Linked DNA regions of Mustela erminea: region 1 is linked to region 2. The links are chromatin contacts, called in public Hi-C maps. All regions are on one chromosome and are shown on one strand. Each heading gives the region's core, a stretch centred on a gene start, on an enhancer-like site or on the middle of the called end of the contact. The rest is flanking DNA. Distances are from core to core; before and after follow the strand shown. Region 1 holds the start of CSPP1 (centrosome and spindle pole-associated protein 1). Region 2 holds the start of VCPIP1 (deubiquitinating protein VCIP135).

The links. A called contact is a pair of places that touch in the nucleus more often than the background predicts.
Region 1: a Hi-C map of spleen shows a contact between it and region 2, with 4 times the contacts expected there. The contact joins the promoter of CSPP1 here to the promoter of VCPIP1 in region 2. A contact is called at or near these places in 2 of 3 Hi-C or Micro-C datasets (skeletal muscle and spleen).

The regions. Positions count from the first base shown.
Region 1 is chr16:18,902,016-18,908,199 of mMusErm1.Pri, forward strand. CSPP1 (centrosome and spindle pole-associated protein 1) reads left to right here and starts at 4,502. Exons shown (of 25, transcript XM_032315816.1): 1 at 4,502-4,716. The coding sequence starts at 4,703. It overlaps COPS5 (COP9 signalosome complex subunit 5), which reads right to left and starts at 4,419. Exons shown (of 8, transcript XM_032315819.1): 1 at 3,955-4,419; 2 at 1,519-1,753; 3 at 13-141. The coding sequence starts at 4,097.
Region 2 is chr16:18,561,263-18,567,259 of mMusErm1.Pri, forward strand. VCPIP1 (deubiquitinating protein VCIP135) reads right to left here and starts at 2,270. Exons shown (of 3, transcript XM_032315883.1): 1 at 1-2,270. The coding sequence starts at 2,243. It overlaps LOC116574897 (a long non-coding RNA gene), which reads left to right and starts at 2,525. Exons shown (of 4, transcript XR_004279540.1): 1 at 2,525-2,995.

The sequences.
Region 1 (6,184 bases), core at 3,252-5,751, 340 kb after region 2:
AAAAATACTTACTACTACTGCTACAAATGGTTCCTGGAACTGCTGATTGAGCATCTGAGTACTAACATCAATCCCAGAAAGCCAGCAGCCATAGCCAGGATGGCTGTGATACCAGCCAATTGCATTTTCAAGGCGGCCAACCTAACAAAGAAGGCAGAGAAGATTGAGAATTCTGTTTAATCTTAAAGACACTTGTCATTTGTCTGCTTACATAGCATTATGATAAAATGAAAACATGCAGAACAGTGGATAGCATATGCTGCTTTTAGGTTAAAAAAGCATTATTTCCAATAGGTAATACCCAAAGCACAATACCTGAAGCTCCAGGAATAAAATTAACAAGACACAAGTAGAGTAAGGCTATTCAGTCTGTTTCCTACCTTGTTACCCCCAACTACCCAGTTTCTCAACCCAGATGTAAACCACTATAACCACTGCTTATATAATACCTATCTTACGGACATATTCTTTGCACATGTGTAGATTAAGAGAGATACACACAACAGCATACCACATACAGTGCTCTACACTCTGCTTTTTCAACTCAACACAACATCATGGGGTTTGTTCCAAGTAGATAAAGATATAACTACTTTTTAATTTTTATTTCTCTTAAAGGCAGGCTTACAGTTCATTGTATGGCTATACCATAATCTATTTAATCAGTTTTTTTTTTTAAAGATTTTATTTATTTATTTGACAGAGATCACAAGTAGGCAGAGAGGCAGGCAGAGAGAGAGGAGGAAGCAGGCTCCCCGCTGAGCAGAGAGCCCGATGTGGGGCTCGATCCCAGGACCCTGAGATCATGACCTGAGCCAAAGGCAGAGGCTTAACCCACTGAGCCACCCAGGCGCCCCTTTAATCAGTTTTATACTCAGGAACATTTAGGTCATTTCCAAATTTTTGGTTTTAAACATACATCTGATACTGAGTGTGAGAAATAATTTTTTTTTTTTTTACTGAGATATGGACGTATAACATTGTATTAGTTTGGATATACACTATGATTCAATGTGTGTATATATTGCAAAATGATCACAAGAAATGTAGTTAACATCCATCACTGCACATTAGGTACAACATTTTTCTTATGATGAAAACTTTTAAGATCTACTCTCTTGAGTATGAGTTTTTTGTTTTTGTTTTTTTTTAAAGATTTTATTTATTTATTTGACAGATAGAGATCACAAGTAGGCAGAGAGGCAGGCAGAGAGAGAGAGGAGGAAGCAGGCTCCCAGCTCAGCAGAGAGCCTGATGCGGGGCTCGAACCCAGAACCCTGAGATCATGACCCAAGCCAAAGGCAGAGGCTTAACCCACTGGGCCACCCAGGTGCCCCTTGAGTACGAGTTTAAAAAAAAAAATGCATGCTAACCTTTTACACATTTTACATAGAAATTGTTGGAAATAAAATATGAACTTTATGTAATGAGGATTGTTTTAAGTTTAGAAACTCAAGAGTTTCTTACCACGAGACTCTTAATTTAGAGTTACTGATCTTTAAGGAACAATATTTTTACCTGTTTGGCGTTTTCTATATATGCAGCCATGTACTCATATGCAGCAGCCTGAGCATTTACTCGCGTTTCAGTGCCCTCCACAGGCAAAGCAAAACTGTCCATAATGATCATAGTTTCACCGTCCACCTTTCCCAGCATCAAGCCCATCACTTCTAAGTTGCCTCCCGATCTGGCATGCATCACCATTTTCAGTAGAGCCAATGCTGAGATTTTGCAGTACTTAAAGTAATGGTGGCTACAAAACAAAAGCACAGTATAATTAACTTATATAAAACATAATTTCAAAGACAGTTTTTGTAAAGATTACAAGTAAGTATTGAAGCAATTTATAGTGATGGCAAGGGGAAAGAGTGTAGAATGTGGAAAAGAAAAAGGAAGTAGCTTTCCTGCAGGGGATTGGAAATGATAAACATGTCAGGGTCCTGCAAAATATTTCCTTTCAGGGGAAGGGAAAAGTGTGAAATAATTTTTAAAATATGCTATTCAAGTAGAAAGGAATTACATGACCAGTTCAATAGACTTTTTCTCAATTAATTTTGGAATCACCAAATCTCTCATTCTGACTCTAGTTGGATGGTTGCGCCTCAAGATTCTCAGGCCTAACTTTCTCGCCTAATGGATCCAAATGTGGTCTCTGACATCCCATCTGCTTACATTGGAGTCTACCCTGACTCCAATGAGTCTACCCTGACTCCAAAGATTATTTCTCTACACTCTGCTTTTTCACTGGCTGTAGTCTTAGAGATAACCACTTCATGTTTGTGCCTTAATTTCCTCATCTGCAAATAGGAATATTTCAAAGATTTGTTGTTAGGAGGAAATAAAGTAAGTGAAATAATGTATATAAAATGCTTAGCTTACTGCCTGACACGCACTAAAACTTTATAAGTGATAGCTGTGATTAGTTTTAGCCCATCTATAGTACTCTTGAAAAAGTGTGTTACTTTCTGTGCCATCAGCCTCAGAATTGAAAATGTAGCTCTAATATCTTTACTTCTGCTTCCATCACTGTTTCAGTTAGTCATATGTAGATGTGACTAAACTATCTTGAATAAAATTACAACTTCCGTGTCACTGATGCAGCCCAGGAGAGCTAGGATGAATATATTTAAGCCACAATCAGAGAGTAAAGCAAGCAGATAGTGTTCAAATATTTAATAGGCTATAGCAACCTTAAATGTATAATGTTATAAAAGTAAGCAGACAGCACTTTTTAATAATGTGGTCAGTCAATGTCTCTGAGAAGCCCCTACCACACCCCCCCAACTTTTTTTCCCCTGAGAAGCCTTTTTAATATGTCTGCCCACAGATTTCAGTCACAAGTGAGAAATATGGAGACCTGGTATTGGGAGTCAAGACATGAATTAAAATCTTGGCTCCTTCATTTATTGGGAAAAAGAAAAAAAAGATAGTTATTGTGCTCCCCTTACATACATTGTAGGCCCTTTAAAATATATTATCTCATCTAATCTTTATGATATTACCAATAGATAGGTCTTAATTCCTTTTTATAGATAAAAAATGAAGATACACAAATTTCCTAGGGCCAGTCAACTAACTAGTGACAGTCATGAGGTTTGACTTCAGTCTGTTATTCACTTAAAAGTCCATTGCCTCAGTCTGATGATGAAATAAGTTACTTACATTTACTTGTTTCTTATTTGCAAGAAAAGGAATGAAAATACAGTACGATTGTCATGCAAATTAAATAACACTTGGGAATTCCTAGCTCAGTGCTCAGCCCATATTAAATACTTGATAAACATGCTGTCCTTGCTACCTCCCATTTCTACTTTCTACTCTCTCCCTCACACAATCTGCTGTGGGTAAATAGTCCTTGACTTGTCATTACTCCCAGAGAAAAGGGGCTTTTGCTAAGGAGCAAAGAGCTTTAAACTCTACGGATAAAATTCCTAGCTCTTGAGATCTGGTGGAGTAACGTTTTGGGAGACTAGGTGGAGCCTCGTTTCTGAAACAGTTATCAGCAGTCAACAATGGATTATAGAGCTCTGAAAGATGGCTCACAGTCATTTTAGACACCCCTGGGCTGATCTGGTTTTTAAAGACAGGTGCAGTCTCCAGTCTGAGATAAACTGAAGGTCCCAGCAAGGTGTAAATCGACACAAGACTTAAAGCAGGGTGTGTGGCATATATATGACAATACAGATAATAAGAAATGAGATGATACTCGCTTGTCCTTTTCCTCTTACATCCTCTGAAATCAAATGGGTTAAAGAGACAGGGGAGTTGAAGCAAGCCCCGAGAGGGGTTTTGGCTCTACCTGAGGAGACAAAAGGACCAAAATTTCTCAGGGGCATATTCTTCTCCCTGCCCATGAAAACAAACTCTCCACCCTCTGCAACTCCCACTCCCCCTGGGTGTCCTAAACTCCCGCCGCCCCTTCCCTCCCCTGCGTCTCGCCAGGGACCTCCTCACTCCTTAGTCCAGGGCTTCGCCGCCAGTATTTCTTGCTGTTGTTTCTTGTCGTATTTGTAGATTTCATCGATACTCTGGGCTTCCTGCATGTTGTTGGCCAATTCCCAGGTTTTCTGAGCCATACCACTCCCGGACGCCGCCATTGCCGAGGAATCGGAGAAGTTGTCGCCTCCACAACCGAGACGCAACTTTACCTCACTAGGTTCCCGGGTGTGGGCTTCGGACCCTTCCCACCACAGGTACAAACTCGTACTAGTCTCTCGAGGCAGCCATGACACCTAGAACCGGAGGTGAAGTCGGTACAGACCATTCGGGGATGGAGGGAACGCTTTCGGGATGCCACGATATAAACAGCGGTTACATAATAGAGACAGAGAAGTCTTCCTGTGGCTGAAATGAGAACGCACTGTCGTAGAAAATCACATGTGTGAATTAGGACAAACACAATAATTGGGTATGAGAATGGTATAGCCTTCCCCGCCGGAAGAAGGGCATGTTACCGTTATGCCAGAAACTGGAACGGGTCCTCTTTGTTCGTACTGCGCAGGCTCGGCCTCCGCCATATTAAAAACGGATAGATCCTTAGGCTGTGTTGAGGAGAAAAAGCTTGTTTTTTATGTGGATGTAGACATCTTAAATGTTTGTTAAAAGCCCAAACAATAAGGATGTCTGTGAGAAACTCGAGATATAAGTAGTTCTGGACGCTAGTTGAGACGAAGATAAACGTGGTATCCTTGTTTACTTCCAGATGAGTCACTGCACGTGCGTAAAATTCTGTAGCTTGGTTTGGCACTACGCTTCGCTAGCGGGGAGTTCTCTGACATTCCAAGGAAGCTGTGGAAACTCGTGGAAGGCTATGATGGTGTCTTTTGTCATGTTTGTAAAAGTTAACATCTATATAAGCTATTAGTGTTCCGAAAAAAACAGTACTCCATTCTTAAAATTAGTTTACGATTTAATCTTCAGCATAACTCTGCGATACCTCTTCCTGTCCCCAAGTCCAAATTAATCTCACCAACTTGTTTTCTACCCACAGTTAGTGAAATGTTTAATTACTTTGCTTATTTCCTTATTTTAGATGTTTTTTTCTTCCCCTCCATTCTCCCAACTCCACACTAGATTCTAAGCCCAAAACCCAGGAACCAGTTCTGTGTTCCTTGTTTATTCCTGACACCCAACACAGATGGTCAATAGTTTTTTTGTTTGTTTGGTTTTTGGCCTGGAGTGGAGGAGGGAGGGGAAGAGTAGCATCACAGCTCACCTTTCCAACTTCATCTTAAATCACCCTGAAACTTTGGATGTGTGGACATCGTTGCTTAACTACTCTCCCCTGGTGGCTGTGTTGTTTTGTTTTTTGCTTGGGAGCTGAAATTAATCTAAAAACACAGCTCAGTGATCTCTATCTTGAAATCGTTCTTGACTTCCTCCACTCTCCAATAATGATTCCTTTCAGGTGTCTTTAAATGTCTGTAGGTGCTTCTATAACTGTTACATGGCATTGTACTTATGTATTTGTTTGCTTGGAATTTTTTCTTCCCACTGTAAGCTTCAGAGCTCAGGACGCTCCTCTGAGTTGTGTCCTCCCCTTATAGTACTGTGTATGGCAAATAGTTAAAATAAAAACATTAGAATTAGCGAATCTACACTCCTTCCTGCAGTTTTGACATTAACTTCCATTTGAAGAAAATTTGTTTTTAAAACCCTCTTACAAAGTAATTTAGGATAAAGTATTCTCAGTTCCACTCTCTTGGGAAGCTAGAGATCTCTTTTCTAGAGGTGGCACATGGCCGCTCTGTATTGGAGTGAGTCGCTGTCTGCCATTCTATCTGCCTGTGCTCGCTCTCTCTCCCTCTCTCTCTGAAGAATAAATAAAATCTTTAAAAAAAAAAAAAAAAAATTAGTTATAAAAGCCCAGGACAAACGTTGACCAGACTTCTTGGAGAGGAAAAATACGCAGGAGAGGTGTATGCCAAAACTTTTTCTCTCACTGCCACCCCTACCCTTTATTCTTTCCACGCCGTCTGTGGCTTGGAAGGTTTGGAGGGGCTAGAGTCGATTTAGCTTGGGAAGAATTTCCCAGGATTTAACTTGAGAACCGGTGAGCGTGCTTTGCGGCCTCCGGGACGGCAGGGGGCGCTCCGACTACGCAACCTTACACCCGGCCTAGTGGGGGCGGGGTCGCATTCGTCCGTTGGGGAAGGGCGGGCGGAGGGCTCGGCTTTAGAGGCGG
Region 2 (5,997 bases), core at 1,020-3,519:
CTAGGAGAAACAGTCCTGGGCTGACCTTTTTGTTCTTGTTTTAACTTCTCTGTTTTCCGTTTCTGCATTACAGCAGCCTGTTCCGTAATATTCTGTTGAATAGTTCTTTCAGTTTTACTCATGTTTAACTCCTCCTTGTGCAAAGTTTTCGTTTTCTGTCCAGTAAGAATAATTTTAGTTGGGAGCTGAGACTCCGACTCTTGTCCTTGTACATCTCCGACTCTTTGGGCATGAGCACCATCTATATTTACAGGAGTATAATCATCAGGATTCTTTTTGGCAGTCTGATGCAATATAGTATGGACAACTTTCTGAACCAGGATTTCACTCCCAAATTCACCTGGAAAGTGCTTGGTAACAAGTTTCATTGCAACATCATAAACATTACTATTCAAAGATGAATCACTTTCATACTGGAACCAATATACTGTTTCTCTGACCACTCTTCCACCCCATTCCAAAGTAATAGGAAAAGCTTCTGGTAGATTGTCATACTCTTTACCATCCCAAAAATGTTTGAATCCACAACCACATTTGCCACCAGTGGACCTAGAATTAGTTCTGTCCCCATCCAAATACACAATAGACCCATCTCCTCTGACCCTTCGCACAGAAGTGCCATGGCACCAATTACAAGCTGTCAGGTTACTCAACCCATAGTCTGGTACCAGAACATCTTTCACTGAATCATATGAGCAAACTAAATTGTTCAAGGGAAAGCTATAATTTTTGTCAGGCCTCAGCTGTCCATGAGTACTTTTTGCCAGGTTATACAGTTTCCCTCCTGGAGCCAACCACTCTGGAGGAACATGAAGTTCAGAAAGGGCACCACAGAGCAAACATTTGTGAAGGCGATTATCCATTACTGCTTTTTTAGCAGCTGCTGTGACTTCTTCAGGCTGAACTCCTATCACCCCAGTCCTCCTGTAGAAATACTGATGGACATCAGCAACCAAACTAGGATGGATACCATGTTTGTCCATAAAGACTTCTTCCATAGCAGCAACAAGCCTAAGCAAATACTTATCCTGCAAACTTCTGTCTCCTCCAATAACACAACCACCATCTTCCTCAAGTTTAATGTACTTTTTAATAAGGTCCTGAGGCACACCCCAAGCTTTAGGCAGCAAATTCATAGGCAATTTGGGCAAAGCAGCCCCTTTTATGCCTACCAAGGGGATATAATGGTTTCTACCAGAGCTACTCCATGCAATACAGATTGGTTTGTTCAAATGACCATCTCTCCCTGTGCACTTCTCTGCAGGGATGAGCCCAGGCAGAAAGGTGGCTGAATAATCACCAGAGCTTCTCATGCCACTGAGAGAATCTAGCAGAATAATAGGGCGATGTAATACATTGGCAAGGCCAAATATGTGGATGTTCCTCAAGCCTAAGGGAACACCTTCAGGTGGTACAAACAGAGGGTCACACTCATTGATAATGTCCTCCCATTCAGCGGCATCAATGAAGTCATGGAACAGGGCTTGATACTGGGCCAGGTGCTGCTGAAAGTGTTGTTTAAGATTCTCTCTCAAGGCGTGCCAGAAGAGCTCCCGGCCTACTAGAGCCCGGGACACAGCATGCACCAAGCAGTGTCCATCCCCATCCACGTGAACTGGAATGAGGCATTCCTGGCTTTTATTGGCCCGCTTGATGTCCTCCAGAGTGTCATGCAAATACAGGAGGCTTCCGGAGCGGTCCTTGCCGTAGCCCACCGTGTTAACGTGCTCAGGTTCGATGAGGAAGGCGCGGTCACCGAGTAAAGCGCAATCGAACAGTTCACCCTGGTTCATGTCCCGGAGAAGCTTAGCCCTGCCTGTCTGTTTATCCATTCCATAGCGAGCTAATATGGGCGACAACAATTTGCAGTGGTAGTTAGAAAGGCCCATCACCTTTACCAGTTCCGTGTTCTTCTTGGGTGCCCCTGTCACCCCGAGCAGCGCGTTCCGCAGCAGGTTGTGTAGCACTACGTCCGGGTCGGTCACCTCCTCCACCCCCAGCAGCTGTTGCTGCTCGTGCCGCTGTCCGCACTCGGTACACTCGATGCTGACAGAACCGGAGGCCGGGAAGAACAGACGCGCCTGGCACTTCGGATCCGGGCAGCTCCCGGAGAGGATTCTCCGGTCTCTCCGTTTCGAGAGCCCCCCCGGAGGAGCCGCCGCCGCCAGGGACGGCGGAGTCTGCGGAGCCTCAGGGGGAGGAGGTGGAGGCGGCAGCGGCGGCGGCGGCGGCGGCTGAGACATACCTCTCGGCTCTCGAGTCTCGCTCCGCGTCCCAAGCGACCCTCAAAGGCTCATAGCCCAGACCCCCCACCAGCCCGACTCTGTCCAGTTCAGGCCCAGGGCGAATCACTTTCCTTTCCCTACCAGCTCCTCCTCCTCCTAAGCGAAGGCGGAAGCGCCGGACGTTGTTTCTCTTCTTACTTCTCCACTGCCGTAGCCGTTGCCCCGAACGTAACGGCCACCACCCTACCCAGCACTCACACTCACTCACTCTCGCTCTCTCTCTCCCTCAGACACACAGACATACACGCCCTCACTGAGAGTGCGCAGGCGCAGCTACCGCTCTGCCCTCTGGGAATTAGAGTCTTGCAGCCTCTGTCCGGGTCGTTGAGTGCTGGGATCTTGGATCCAGAAAGAACTACAAATACCGTGAGGCCAAGCGGTTCAGCTCCCGCGGAGAGGAGGAAGAGGAAGGCAGTAGGAAGGGGGGCAGAAAGGAAGAGTGTCACTCATGTTGGCTGCCGGGAGTTGTAGTTTTAACTGGATCGCCTTTGTCGACTTTCCACTTCTGGGGCGCCAGCAAAAGAGAATGAGAGACCACATTTCCTAGGATGCCCTGCGGTGCGTTCAGCCTCACTTCCCCCGTCGGCGGAGAAGAGGATACGGGGAAGCTTGGTAAAAACAGAATTAAAGGGAATGGGTGTCGGAAGCGGAGGGTCTGAACTTCTCGACTCGTAGAAGGGGAGGGGAATGAAAGGCTCTCAGTAAAGAAGGTACAGTACATAAATGTCCAGCGATATGGCGGGCTGGTAAATTGAATGAAATGATCTAATCTAGATTGGAGATCGTAAAAGAAAAAAGGGGGAAGACAATAAATTCTCAGAGTATGTCTTAAGGTCTTTTTTTTTCTGCCACACTTCTCTGTTCTCACTCCTGCTCCTATTCCAAACCACTGAGGTCCTAAGTCCCCCCCTTTCTGTCCTTTTCCCCCCTCTCTACTGAGGGTCACTGAGGCGCCATTTGTTTCTCAGTTCCGTGTACATCTTTAAAGTTTACAGTACAAATAACAATACCTTGGATGCGTATAGAGTCGTATATACATACAAATTTTTTAATTCGATATAATTTGCTACTTACGGCACTCTCCTCAGAGAGTTATAACAGCTATCATTTACTAAGTTCTAGTATATTCCTGTCGCAGCCTTTACATACACGATATAATATGATCTTCGTAATAACCTTGTTAGAATCCACGTCCGGAAAGAAAATGACTTCCTCAGGTTTACACAGCCAGTAAGTGACTGTTAGGCATTCAGATCTACATCTGTACCCATTTTGCAGACAGGGATATAGGCAGGAAAGGTTAGACCAGTTTTATATAAAATAACTAATTTCCCATTACTATTGCTTTATAGTTTACATAATGTGTTCACATATATCATCTCATCCTCCCACCAGTCCTGTAATATGTTACCAGGTATTGTTGACTCCATTTACAGTTGTTGCAAACAGAGTAGGAGTTAAGTGACTGACTTGTCCAAAGTCAAATCACTAGTGTATCTCTGACGTAGAGAGTGCTTTTTACACTAATTACAAAAGAAAAGAGCTGTTAAGCCCAGACCTTTTGTTAAACCTCTGAGTCTCTTAGTGACTCAAGGAGTGGTAAAGATGTTTACCCTTAAGAAGGCAGCACAGCTTTATTTTATTGTGTGCTTTGAAACTGCCTCTTCATGCAAAACACATTGATACGTTAATTGAAAGCTAGTATTGTTTTAATTATTATTGTACAGTCAGCCCCTTTCACTTATTCTGGAAATTCTTGCTTTCTGAAACCTTAGATAAGTGAACTGTCTCAGAATTTCTGAAACATTTGGCACAAAACAGATAAAGCAGTGCAGTCCATGAGGTCATTTGAGTCTTCTGCCCCGCCAAGGGAATTGTTTACCTTATAGGTTTTTTGAGTAAATAGAATTTGATGCTTTGAAATGAACCATCTGTAAGACACTCCTAAAGAGTATTAGTGCTGACTTTCACCCTAATTATTGTCTACAGTTTTCTTCCAAAGAAACATGTTTGAAAGAGAAATTCTTCAAGTGTTTTTTTCTCACCCAATTCTTCCTGGTCCATGCAAAAAATGATGTTACCTTCATACAAGATAGGTAATGTTACTTAAAGGGGATAATTTTCAATAAAGTTTTTCTTAATTCATGCAGGAAAAGTTGTTTATTTCCATTCTGACAACAGTTTGGTGATCTTGGGACTGATTTTTTGTTTATAAGTTGAGAAATTAAATGTGCCCATTAAGTGGAAATCATTGTTTACTGTTACTGAGAAGTTACACCTGCAGTGAAATTTTTTTCTTCTCATACAGAATCCAATCCAAAGAATTGAATTCTGAAAGCTTCAGAGCAAATGAAAGATAATGGTAGTGTGCACACTGGCGTGCACTTTTATGTCTTGACATTACCAAGGCAGATTTTCCGTACTGATAATACATTTAACCAGTGAAATAGATTTTTTCAAATTGCATCTGAATGTGTCATTCTGAATCATACTTGGCAAAACCCTACTGAAGAAATGGGTGGCCTTGCTCTGGCTTGTCAAGCACTATCCATTTGACTAATCCATTGTCCCCATATGAAACCTTGATTAGTTAGAAACATTCTTCCCAAACTAAATCTGACATTTAAACTCTTTTGTTACTGTAGTTCTACTAGTTTTAAGAATGATTCTTTTGAGAGGAAAAAACAAAATACCCTGGCATAAAGCACAGTAGGGGGAAGGGGAGAGTTTTCAATCAATTCTGGAGTTAAATTAGGTCATTTAACCTACAAATCACTTATTTAACAAGTCTGAAGATGCGAAGTTCAGAAAGAAGAAAGCTCTCAGATAAAGGGACAATGATGGTTTGGTTTTTTTTTAATTTATTTTTTATTTATTTATTTAATTATTTTATTTATTTGTCAGAAAGAGAGAGCACAAGTAGGGGGAGCAGCAGGCAAAGGTAGAAGCAGGCTCGCCGCCGAGCAAGGAGCACGACGTGGGACTTGATCCCAGGACCCCGGGATCATGACCCAAAGTGAAGGCAGACACTTAATCAGTCGAGCCACCCAGGCATCCCAAGGGGCAATGATACTAACCATACTAAGTTCAATATGTGAATTAATCTTTTATAGGCATTTAGAAGGCATGGGTACCTGTAAAGTAAGAAAATTTTGTTAGGACAAAATATGACATGCTGTTTCTTACAAAGCCATAAAAGTGCAGAAAACTTCTAACCTGCTTATGTGAGATATACATGCTTCCTTCCTCTTCTTCCCAAATTCCATGACCTTAATTGTGTCATAACTTTCACAAGAACTTTATGAGATTCTTAATAGTTCTTGTTCTTGTCTCAGTATTCCAGATGGGGAAATGAACTGAGTCCCTGTTAGCTGCTCTGATACATACCTCTTCTACCACCTTTATCTCAGCATCACCTCTATCTGAATTGCCAAAATGTAGTTAAAACCGAAACCCTTTCCCTACCAGCCCTATAAATTTCTAGAAGGACACTTCTAAAATTCCTGTATTGCTGTTAGCATAACTAGTAAAGGCAAAAGCAAGAGGCATCCACTTAAGAGAACATCGTTTTTCTCTTTTATTACTTTGGGGATTGTTAAAAGTCAGCCACATACTTTTTTTTTATTATTATTTTATTTATTACAGAGAGAGCACAAGAGGAAGGAGGGGGACAGGGAGAGGAAGAAACAGTCTGCCCACTGAGCAAGGATCC